Linked DNA regions of Mus musculus: all the other regions are linked to region 2. A link is a contact called in public Micro-C and promoter capture Hi-C data. All regions are on one chromosome and are shown on one strand. The core of a region is the stretch at or near the end of the contact, and the rest is flanking DNA. Distances in the headings are between cores, read along the strand shown. Region 1 overlaps Wdr59 (WD repeat domain 59). Region 2 holds the start of Znrf1 (zinc and ring finger 1). Region 3 overlaps Wdr59 (WD repeat domain 59).

What was found. Promoter capture Hi-C pulls out the DNA fragments that hold promoters and counts their contacts. Hi-C and Micro-C count contacts between places; a contact is called where the count stands out from the background.
Region 1: a Micro-C map of granulosa cells shows a contact between it and region 2, with 2.1 times the contacts expected there. The contact joins the enhancer-like site here to the promoter of Znrf1 in region 2. A contact is called at or near these places in 6 of 39 promoter capture datasets (the 3T3-L1 cell line, frontonasal cranial neural crest, hematopoietic stem and progenitor cells and 2 more), 2 of 484 Hi-C or Micro-C datasets (granulosa cells and uterus), 4 of 115 datasets of contacts at active chromatin or transcription factors (CD8 T cells, the SCID.adh cell line and embryonic stem cells) and 2 of 9 other capture datasets (adipose tissue and pancreatic islet).
Region 3: a contact with region 2 is called in a promoter capture Hi-C map of liver, with 2.0 times the contacts expected there. The contact joins the enhancer-like site here to the promoter of Znrf1 in region 2. A contact is called at or near these places in 4 of 39 promoter capture datasets (the C10 cell line, frontonasal cranial neural crest and liver), 5 of 115 datasets of contacts at active chromatin or transcription factors (the SCID.adh cell line, embryonic fibroblasts and embryonic stem cells) and 3 of 9 other capture datasets (adipose tissue, liver and pancreatic islet).

Annotation. Positions count from the first base shown.
Region 1 is chr8:111,482,981-111,486,526 of GRCm38.p6, forward strand. Wdr59 (WD repeat domain 59) reads right to left here. Exons shown (of 26, transcript NM_001170742.1): 12 at 2,358-2,490; 13 at 2,110-2,234. Among named protein-coding and RNA genes, the nearest start is that of Wdr59, 37 kb to the right of the region's middle. Within about 2 kb of position 1,286, at least 8 of the 459 cell types and tissues checked have an H3K27ac peak or open chromatin away from gene starts, as enhancers often do. A contact at or near this core is called in granulosa cells, where this site is marked.
Region 2 is chr8:111,534,537-111,537,921 of GRCm38.p6, forward strand. Znrf1 (zinc and ring finger 1) reads left to right here and starts at 2,104. Exons shown (of 4, transcript NM_133206.4): 1 at 2,104-3,028. The coding sequence starts at 2,605.
Region 3 is chr8:111,500,522-111,503,773 of GRCm38.p6, forward strand. It overlaps Wdr59 (WD repeat domain 59), which reads right to left. Exons shown (of 26, transcript NM_001170742.1): 4 at 1,961-2,046; 5 at 516-596. Among named protein-coding and RNA genes, the nearest start is that of Wdr59, 20 kb to the right of the region's middle. Within about 2 kb of position 1,365, at least 7 of the 459 cell types and tissues checked have an H3K27ac peak or open chromatin away from gene starts, as enhancers often do. A contact at or near this core is called in liver, where this site is marked.

The DNA.
Region 1 (3,546 bases), core at 36-2,535, 52 kb before region 2:
AGGAGTTTTTAAATTTTTTTTGAGACAGGTCTCACTATGTACTCCAGGCTAGTCTGGAATTTGATATAGAGCTAAGGCTGACCTTGAACTCATGAACGTCCCTGAGTGTTGAGACTACAGAAGTGTGCTACCACACTTGCTGGTTACAGTGTGGTGGTTTGAATAGGTGTGGTCCCCATAGATTCCTGTATTTGAATGCTTGGCTCATAGAGAGTTGTACTCTTAGGATCTGTGGCCTTGTTGGAGGAAGTGTGTCAGAAGTTCAAATCAGTTCTCTCCCAGCTGCCTGCAAATCAGGATGCAGAACTCTTAGCATCTTCTCCAGCACCATGTCTGCCTGCACACTTCCCACCATGACAGTAATGGACTAAACCTCTGGACTACAAACCAGCCCCAATTAAATATTGTCCTTTATAAGAGTTGGCATGGTTGCAGGATCTCTTCACAGCAATAGAAATCCTAACTAAGACACAGAGGTTTCTTTGTTGAATTCTGTTTTGTCTTTTGTTCTGGAATTAGGCAATGGTGGAAGCTGCACAACTCCCCAATCAAGGCCTTTCTGAAGGCTGACCACCATTGTTCTCAGCAGACCACCACTGTTCTCAGCAGACCACCACTGCTCTCAGTAGACCACCACTGCTCTCAGTAGACCACCACTGTTCTCAGTAGACCACCACTGCTCTCACCAGATCACCACTGCTCTCAACTGGGACAACAGCAGTGCAGGCTAAGCTGATACAGAGAAGCCATTAAAGTAGCCTTTAGGTCTGTTGATTTCCATTGTGGCCAACTAGAAAAAGCAACTGAAGTCAAGTTAGTGAAGAGAGCTAAACCTAAAAACCTCAACTATTCAACTACATTTAAATATTCAAATATTATGTCTTCCCACCAAACAGCTGCTGGCCTTTGAAGTCATTTTGTACCTTGTGTCTCAATTTCTTCATCTGTGAAGCGTGATAACTCTGCATTACAAAACAGCTTTAAAGACTAAACAAATCACAGCACTGTAGTACACATTCCTATTGTGAATACCTGAGCTCCCAAAGCCCTTCTTGGAGTGATACTCAGGTCTCTGAAACAAAGATTCTTGAAGTCTACACACACACACAGACACAGACACAGACACACACACACACACTGTTCCACATTGAGAGCCAGGCCAATCCAAGGCTTTCAGAGGCCCCGCTGAAACAACAAAAAGAACCAAGTTTTATGTTATGTCCTTGCTCAGGAGCAGACTTGGCAAGGTTTAGTCTGGGGCTGCGGTCTGGGCATCAAACAAGTTAAGGTTTTGGTTCCTGGGTACTTGGCTTTTCCCCTTGAAGAGACTGGAGTTATCAGTCCCAAGGCCGCTGTGCTGAGCATGGGGTATCACAAGTACATTGCAGACCAGGCTCCCTTCGTGCAACACAGCAGCTTGATTAGCATCTTGTGGACTTTGTCCCATTGTGTGACAGCCAGTTTCTACTGACTTCATCCCATGTCTCCCCTGGAAACTGTATATGTGAGATGCTGTATTTCTTAGTAAGTTTGCTTAGCCTAAGACATAGCTTGTGCAAGACCTCCTGATCCCAGGTTAACGTTTTCTTTATTGTCTCATCTTCTGGCCTCACTCTCCTTAGATTCTGTCACTGAAGAACAACCTGCTGATCCAGGTCTGCTCCAAGTACTAAGTGAACAAGAGGCTTTGGTCATCTTCTCACTCTGAATTTACAGAAGAGGAAACTAGCTCACAAAGGGGAGATGGAAGAGCACAGTATAATAGCATGGAGAGACAGGAGCTGCAGCTCCAAACTCAGCTCTGCCATTAGCCTGCCCCGTATTCCTGACAATCAGCAGGCCTTCCTTGAGCCAATATCATAAAATAAGGGGATAGAATTCTGGGTGCTACGGAGATGCTATGGTACATGAGCTTCAAAAAATGTCTATGTTTTTAAAACTTCTATTTCTACAGAAACGTGTGAGTTAAAAATGAAGACTGGAGCTAGAGAGATGGCTCAGCAGTTAAGTGTGCTTCTTGTTCTTCCACAGGGCCAGAGTTCTCAGTGCCTGTGTTGGGCAGCTCTGACAGAGACTCTGACAGAGACTCAGTGTATAACTCTGCCTTACCTCCACATTGACATTCCGGATCTGCACGTTGATCAAGGAGAACTCCTGTTGCAGAGTCTGGGGGAGGCCTAGTTGGTCTGATCTCTTCTCTTCCAGCAAACTGCTGGGAGGGTCTTCCTTTATGGCTACCAGGAGAAACAGGCAATATTGGAAATGTTTTAGAAATGTTTTAGTCAGTTCTGGGGTCTCTGCTATGTAACTCTGGAACGCAGAGTGGGGTCCCTCCCCTAGGACATCAGTTACATTACCATCTTCCTCTCCATGGCTTAAGCTGGGCTGGTGATCTATGTCTTGAGGATGTGGGGTCTTCTCTGGTTCCGGCAGGAGAGAGATGCTCTCAATGAACTCATCAACACCATCCAGTATGTCATTGGCACAGAGCTGAAAGCAAGGGCAAAGGGTGGTGTGCAGAGTAGGCGTCAATGCTGAAGTGTTTTCCTAGTGTGCCCAAAACCCTGCGTTTGATTGACAGCAACACCAAAAACCAAAAAACCAAAACATAAGGATAAAGATGTAGGGCTAGAGATGTAAGAGAAATGGTCACTGTGTCTGACTCAAGAGTTCTTTCTTTAAAATGGGAATCATAAAGGACAGAGAGTAGTCAAGAACTGGCATCCTCGAGCTGGGGAGATGGCTTAGTGGTTAAGAGCACGGACTGTTCTTCTGAAGGTCCTGAGTTCAAATCCCAGCAACCACATGGTGGCTCACAACCATCTGTAATGAGATCTGATGCCCTCTTCTGGAGTGTCTGAAGACAGTGTATTTACATATAATAAATATAATCCCAGCACTCGGAGGCAGAGGCAGGCAGATTTCTGAGTTCGAGGCCAGCCTGGTCTACAAAGTGAGTTCCAGGACAGCCAGAGCTATACAGAGAAACCCTGTCTCGAAAAACCAAAAAAAAAAAAAACCAAAAAAACAAAAATATATACATATATAATAAATAAATCTTTTAAAAAAAAAGAAGAAGAAGAAGAACTTGTACCCTCAAATAGGTTTTACCCATCACCAAAATTCCTTGGTTAAATAAAAAGGATAATTGACTCTATTATCATATTGTCTTTTTCCACCATGATCAGAGTAAAAATGCTGAGGAAAAAAAATCTACTTAAATTCCAAGTCTTAGTGGAGTTATTCAGTTAACTCACAAGTACAAATACCATAAGCCCAAGCATTTGGACCAAATGGAATATTCTGGAGAAAAACATTTAAAAAGTGATAAGGTAGCAGATTTGACTAAAATGCTCAGGTGAGTTTAAACTAAGCAGTGCTGTAATCTTCGCCCAGCATTTCCCATCAGCCCTGGGGGAGCTGGTGTGAAAGATGCTCTCAATGCTGTTGGGTATGAACTGCCAGTGAGCCATGCTTCTCACCGTCAGGTGATCCAGCCACTGGATGAGAAGAGGACTGTCCCATGACGGTTCAGAGCGGCACACC
Region 2 (3,385 bases), core at 854-3,353:
TCTTCAGACACACCAGAAGAGAGCGTCAGATCTCGTTACAGATGGTTGTGAGCCACCACGTGGTTGCTAGGATTTGAACTCTGGATCTTCGGAAGAGCAATCGGGTGCTCTTACCCACTGAGCCATCTCACCAACCCTTACGTTTATTTTTATAAAATTTTATTTACTAATTTTTTTTTCAAGACAGGGTTTCTTTGTATAGCCCTGGCTGTCCTGGAACTCACTTTGTAGACCAGGCTGGTCTGGAACTCAAAAATCCGCCTGCCTCTGGCTCCCAAGTGCTGGGATTAAAGGCATGTGCCACCATGCCCGGCTACTAATTTTTTTTTATATATGAATGACTGTATGTATGCATGTATCATGCCTCTGGGGTTATGGATGGCTGTGAATCACCACATAGGTGCTTGGGATGAACCTGGGGCCTCTCTAAGAACAAACGCTCTTAACCCCTGTGCCAACTCTCCAGCCCCTAGATACACACACGCAATTTGGTTTTTTGTAACAGAGTTTCTGTGTGGCCTTAGCTGTACTGGAACTTGGTTTGTAGACCAGGCTGGCATGGAATTCAGAGATTGTCCTGCCTCTACCTCTCGAGTGGTGGGATTAAGGTGAGCACCACAGCCATGAAAATTTTTGCATTGGCTTTTCTTTTTCTTTTCTTTTCTTTTCTTTTTTTTTTCGAGACAGGGTTTCTCTGTATAGCCTTGGCTGTCCTGGAACTCACTCTGTAGACCAGGCTGGCCTCGAACTCAGAAATCCTCCTGTCTCTGCCTCCCAAGTGCTGGGATTAAAGGCATAGGCCACCACTGCCCAGCTTGTTCGAAGCTTTTAGCTCACCCCCAGCACTCTGTGCTTGCAAACAACCATCTTTCTGTGGCCTTCCAGGCTAGTCACACTGGAAGAGACAAGTCTATTAGCCCCTTTAAATCTCCCTCCAATTCCATTTTCGGAAGCACGGAGCCCACTTGACAGAGTGACAAGAGAAGGTCAGGTTAGTGACTGGGTGATGCTTACGGTGCTCAGAGCTGAGCACTTGAAAAATTATTTGCTCAAAGAATAAGCAAAGTGAAAATATGAGAAAGACTGGGACTGACCTGGCAAGGTGAGTCTCTGTTGCAAAATGCAATTTGGTCAACAAATATTTATTGAGTACTGTGCCCTTGCCTTGTGGCTCTATGTCAAAATATGGCTCTATGTCAAAATACATGATAAACAAAACAGCAATCGGCCTTGGGCAAGGAGTTTCTAAAACAGCTTTCCCGCTGCATGGTTCTTACTTTTTTTTTTTTTTTAATCCACCTATTGATTTTGAGGATTATATTCTAGCCTAAGGAATCGATTCAGACCCAAATAGTTGGTTCTGATCTAACGACAGCAAAGTCTAGGCGCCACTGGGGCACTGTTGTATCTCCTAACAGCTAATCCCAAATGTGTTTGGGTCCAAGCTGATTCCCTCCTCCCCCCCCCCCCCCGCCCCCCATGCTAAACTTCCTAAGGTTGGCTGGGGTCCTTGGATGGAGAACCTCCAAACGAATGGACAGCATATCCACCAGAGGGTGCTGTGAGGGCAGGTCTGTGGCGGGAGGGGAGCTCCCCCAGTGACCCTTCAAACCCAGGTAGGCTTTATTAGTTGGTTTTTCTTTCTTCTCGGTGTTTCCTTCCTACCCGCTAAAACCGTCGTTACCCCTCCCCCCACTCAGGGTCTCGTTTTGAAGACATTGATTCGACTTTCGCCGCGACTCCAGCAGAGCTGTGATCCAGAGGAAGTCTGACCTCTGTCGCAGACGCCCGGCGGCTGGAGACGTCCTGTCCCTGGACCGCCCGGGGCGCAGGCGGTAGGTGGGTGGGGACCTCCAAGGCCGCAGCTCGCTGCTGCGCCGCAGGGGCCGCGAAGGGGTTAACCCGGCGGGGGGGGGGGTGCGGGAGGAGGGAGGGGGCGCGGGCCGCGCGTGCGCTCTGCCGCCCTCCATTGTCTCCACGGCGGCGAGGAGCGCCGGCGAGCGCAGCCCGGGACGGAGCGGGGCGGTGCGGCTGGCTGGCGGGGCCGGCGGCGGCTGGAGCCGGAGCGCGACGCCACGCGACCGCGGCTTCCAGAGCTCCGCCTGGCTGCCCCACCGCCGCGAGCCCTCCCGAAGCCTGGAGGAGTGAGGGCCGCCGGCGCGGGCTGAGGAGTCCTGAGACGGGGGACGCGAACGGCGCGGCGCCCGGAGCCTCCGCCGCTTCCTGCTGCGGGCGAGCGGCCTCCTCCGGCTCCTCCCTCCCTTCGCTGCGGCTCCTTAGGCTCCGGAGCCCGGGGGCGGCCTGTGGCGCGAGGCGCCGGCTCTGGACCGCGCTTCTTCGGACCTTAAGGGGAACATGCATTCGGCTTGGACAGTTTGAAATTCTTAGTTTGGGGTCCCCGCTCGCTTGCTTTTTCCACCCCGCGGATTTTTTTTGAGGATTCCCCCCCTCACCTTTTTTCATTTTTCTCCCCTCGGGGCTCTTTTGTGACTCTCCCCAACCCCAACCCTCCGCCTTTATGTTCGCCCAGACCTCCACCCGCTTCTGAGTAGTGGGGGAGGGTTTCAGCCTCCACGTTCCCGCCCCACCGGGGCCCCGGCGAACATGGGGGGCAAGCAGAGCACGGCGGCCCGCTCTCGGGGCCCCTTCCCGGGGGTCTCTACGGATGACAGCGCCGTGCCGCCGCCGGGAGGGGCGCCCCACTTTGGGCACTACCGGACGGGCGGCGGGGCGATGGGGCTGCGCAGCCGCTCGGTCAGCTCGGTGGCGGGCATGGGCATGGACCCCAGCACGGCCGGAGGGGTGCCCTTTAGTCTCTACACCCCCGCCTCCCGCGGGACCGGCGACTCCGAGAGGGCGCCGGGCGGCGGAGGGTCCACGTCGGACTCCACCTATGCCCACGGCAATGGTTACCAAGAGACCGGCGGCGGTCACCATAGAGACGGGATGCTGTACCTGGGCTCCCGAGCCTCGCTGGCGGATGCTCTACCTCTGCACATCGCACCCAGGTGGTTCAGCTCGCACAGTGGTGAGTCCGCGGGTGACGGAGGCCTTGAAGGGTGGAGTGCAAGGGAGGGCGCGCCGGGGCGCCCGAAACCTCTTAATGTGCTAAGGTATGGGTATGAAGCTAACTCCTGCCCTTCCCCTGGTTCCTTCCATGTCAGAGGATGAATAGGATCAAATAAGATAACTACTGCCTAGGGGGAAAGCTGCCTACTAGGCGTGTGGAGCCGGGTACCTTAGGACTGCAGGCATGTGTTCACTTGTGGATGGCTGAGTGAAACCTGCCTATTGAGGTCGCATTTATTAGCGTCATGATCCTCAAAGGTCTTCTTGTCTGAGACTCTTCATTTCTGCCGCTGCAGCATGGTACCTACCTTTCTGG
Region 3 (3,252 bases), core at 115-2,614, 35 kb before region 2:
CTCATGAGGTGCAACCATATGATGAGGCCATTAGCTTCCCTACCCCGCCTCACCCCAGACAGACGGAGAACAGACGCCTCACAGAGCCATAAGAGCTAAGCAGATGTCTTAGCAACTCATCACTTGCCCCCTCTGCAGACCAGCTCAACTCGCAAATGCCAGCATCTGTGCTGCTTTGCCAAAGGGATTTGTCTGGTCTCTGAAGACTGCTTTCCAGAACCCTGGCAAGCCTAAAGAGTCGAGGCATTCACACTTCTGGGGGCAGCCATCAGCTCTGACTGCAGTCCCCTACCCCCCAGGCCCTCCTCAGGTCACAGCTGAGGAAGGAGTTTCCTCGTGGCCATCCATAACTGCCTGTCTTCTTTATCCCTGGCAGCTCTTCTCTTACCTCTTACTATACCTGCTCTCACAGCCTGGTCTAGGATCTGCATCCATGGGAACCAAACTAAGACACTTAAGCTCTAACAAAGTTCTCAGCGGTCCACCAAAAGGCCATGGCCTCTCATTGTTCTTACTTGATATCCCAGATGTAGATGTAGGTGTCCACAGAGCTGGTGACCAGGAGATCTGGCTCAAACACTGCCCAGTCCAAGTCGCTGACAGAGACAAACAGAACAACAGAAAGACAGAACATCAATGTCATATTCAAAAGCATTAACAAATTCCGTTTCTAATGGTTTCATGTCTTCACAGTATGCCTCCTAACACGGCTCAGGGCAAGGCACTAAAGCTCTGTGCGAAAGAACAAGAGTTAACCGAGCTGGGAAGGAAACTCAGGTCCGTCTCCCTAGAACTGCTGGCCATAATCCTGTCTACTCTTGAAAAGACATGGGGCATTCACCTCACAACATGCACTGAGGTGGATGCTGCAGACGCCGCGGGCCACAGCAGGAGGATGCTGCAGCAAGCTCCTGGCCATCCTGCCCTTTTTCTGAGTCCTGATCCAAAAAAGCACAGCTTCCTTTTCTTTTTTTTTTCTATCTCTTTGTAAGCATGCTTTCTCTAAAGTTCCCCTCCCCACAAACATGGCTGACCCATGTACGCAGGTTTGACCCAAACTGCCTGGCCTTTTCCTCTTCTCCACCTTCCTCCTCCGGGCGGCTATGAGACTGTGGCTAACCTAACCCTGGAGCTTTTCTTTGCAACTCTATTAAATTGCCCTTAAGACTTAAAAACAACAGCAGACAAAACATAAGCTCCCCCCTCCCCTAACAACTCCCACTCTTCCTCGCCCTACTCTCTCCTTCTCCCCTCTCTCTGAATAAACAGACAAAACAAGGAGGAAGCATAGTGTGATCTCTGAGTTATCAACCACGGGAGCCTTGGGTAAACCGTCTTAAGCAGTGACAAAACTGTTCCTTCCTGCCTGTTACCCTCAGTCCTAGGAAAGGCAGCAATCCTCAGACACTGTGTACACACATTGTGTATCTCACCTTTCCTATCACTTCCAGGTCAGATGACTAACTTTTCCTATCATTTCCAGGTCATCTCCCCCAGCCCCACACTCCCTGCTAGTACTCTCCAGGAAAAGGAAATAGCAACCTTGTAGAAAAGAGGATCAGGGAGCTCTGGAAAGCAAGCCCCTCGTGGAGGCAGCTCTGAAACAGGAGCCCCCCGAGGCTCCACCCATGGCTGCTGCCGGGGTGTCTTGGCATGCTGGCCACTACGGACACCAAATAGGGAGACTGTTTCATAGCAACAACTCCTTCCTGCAGTAAAACTCAGCCCTGACCTGTACTTTGGTCTAGGCTGTAGCCAAGTTATGCTTCCTAAATTTTAAGTGGCTGTGCTCTCCGTTATCTGTAGGCACTTTGCCTGGAAGTCTGAGCCCTGCTGGCTACTCAGGGCAAAGGCGATACAGCAGGTCAAGCATGTGAAGAGGCTGGCGTCTTCCTTTCATTCATCAAAGGACTGTGACGAAGTGAGACAGGCCAAGGAGCTGCCCAGGGGCAATGCCTACCTGATAACTCGAGTGTGCCCCTGTAAAGTTGTACCAACTTCCCCGCTGCCATCTTTCCACTTATAAAGGTCGACCCGTTGATTACTCTGAGAGGAAGCAAGGACGAGAAGACAGTGAGTGGCTCGGCACATACCTGGGGTGTTAGCTCTCCTAACTGCCTAAGGTAAAGGAGGTGAGGTACAGAAGCTGACTTTATGGCAGATTCTCTGGGTTCAGCTTTTAAAAAACCAGTCCATTAAGTACTGGAACACAGCTTAGTCAGAGAGCATGAGAGCCTGAGTCTGATGCCCAGCATCCATATGAAAAGCTGGGAACAGAATTTCTGCACTGGGGACGTGGAGAGAGGAGAAACTCTGGGGGTTACTGGCCACCCAGCTGAGCCACCCAGCAAATTAGTGAACTCCAGGTTCAGTAAGAGATCCTGTCTCAAAAAAATATGGTGGAGAATGGTCAAGAAAGACATCCCACAATGACTTCTGGCCTCTACATACATGTATGCACACATGCAAACACGTGCACACAGATACACACATACGCACGTGCACACATGAGCAGGAACACATATCCACATGACACACACACACAATAGTAATCATAAGGGGTCAGGCACAGAAATCTACAGTTGCTCTGGGGGAGTGGTTATCAACCTGTGGGTTATGACCCCTTTGAGGGTCAAATAACCCTTTCACAGGGGTTGACTTCTGCATATTAGATATTTACGTTGTGGTTCATAAGAGTAGCAAAACTATAGCTATGAAATAGCAGCAAAAATAATTTTATGGTTGGGGGTCACCACAACAATGAGGAACTATGTTAAAGGGGCGCAGCATCAGGCAGTTGAAAGCCACTGTTCTAGAGAAAAGAATGGAGGCAAAGGATCGAGAGAAAGGTGCCAGAGATGACATGACCCAAAATCTTTTTGGAGAGTGGTAAGTTTCTCAGAAAACAAAACAAAGCTAGGTATAATCCTGGGGAATTTACAAATAGGCACTCAAAACCTGCAGAGGTTAACCAAGCCAATGAACTCCAATTAGGAAGGAATCCCATCCTTGGAAAGAATGAGACATTTTTGCTTTAATTTCTCTCTTTTTAATCATCTGTCTGTGGGGAAGGGGGATGTGCATGTGAGTACAGGAACCCACGCCAGCCAGAAGAGGCCAGAGGTCCCCTGTGAGCCCCCAAGGTGGGTGTTAAGCACTGAACTCAAGTCCTCTGAAAGGGCAGTACTTGCTCTTAACTGCTGAAGCATCTCTTCTAGCTGCCGATGGATGAGGTGTTTGACCCCTCTGAAG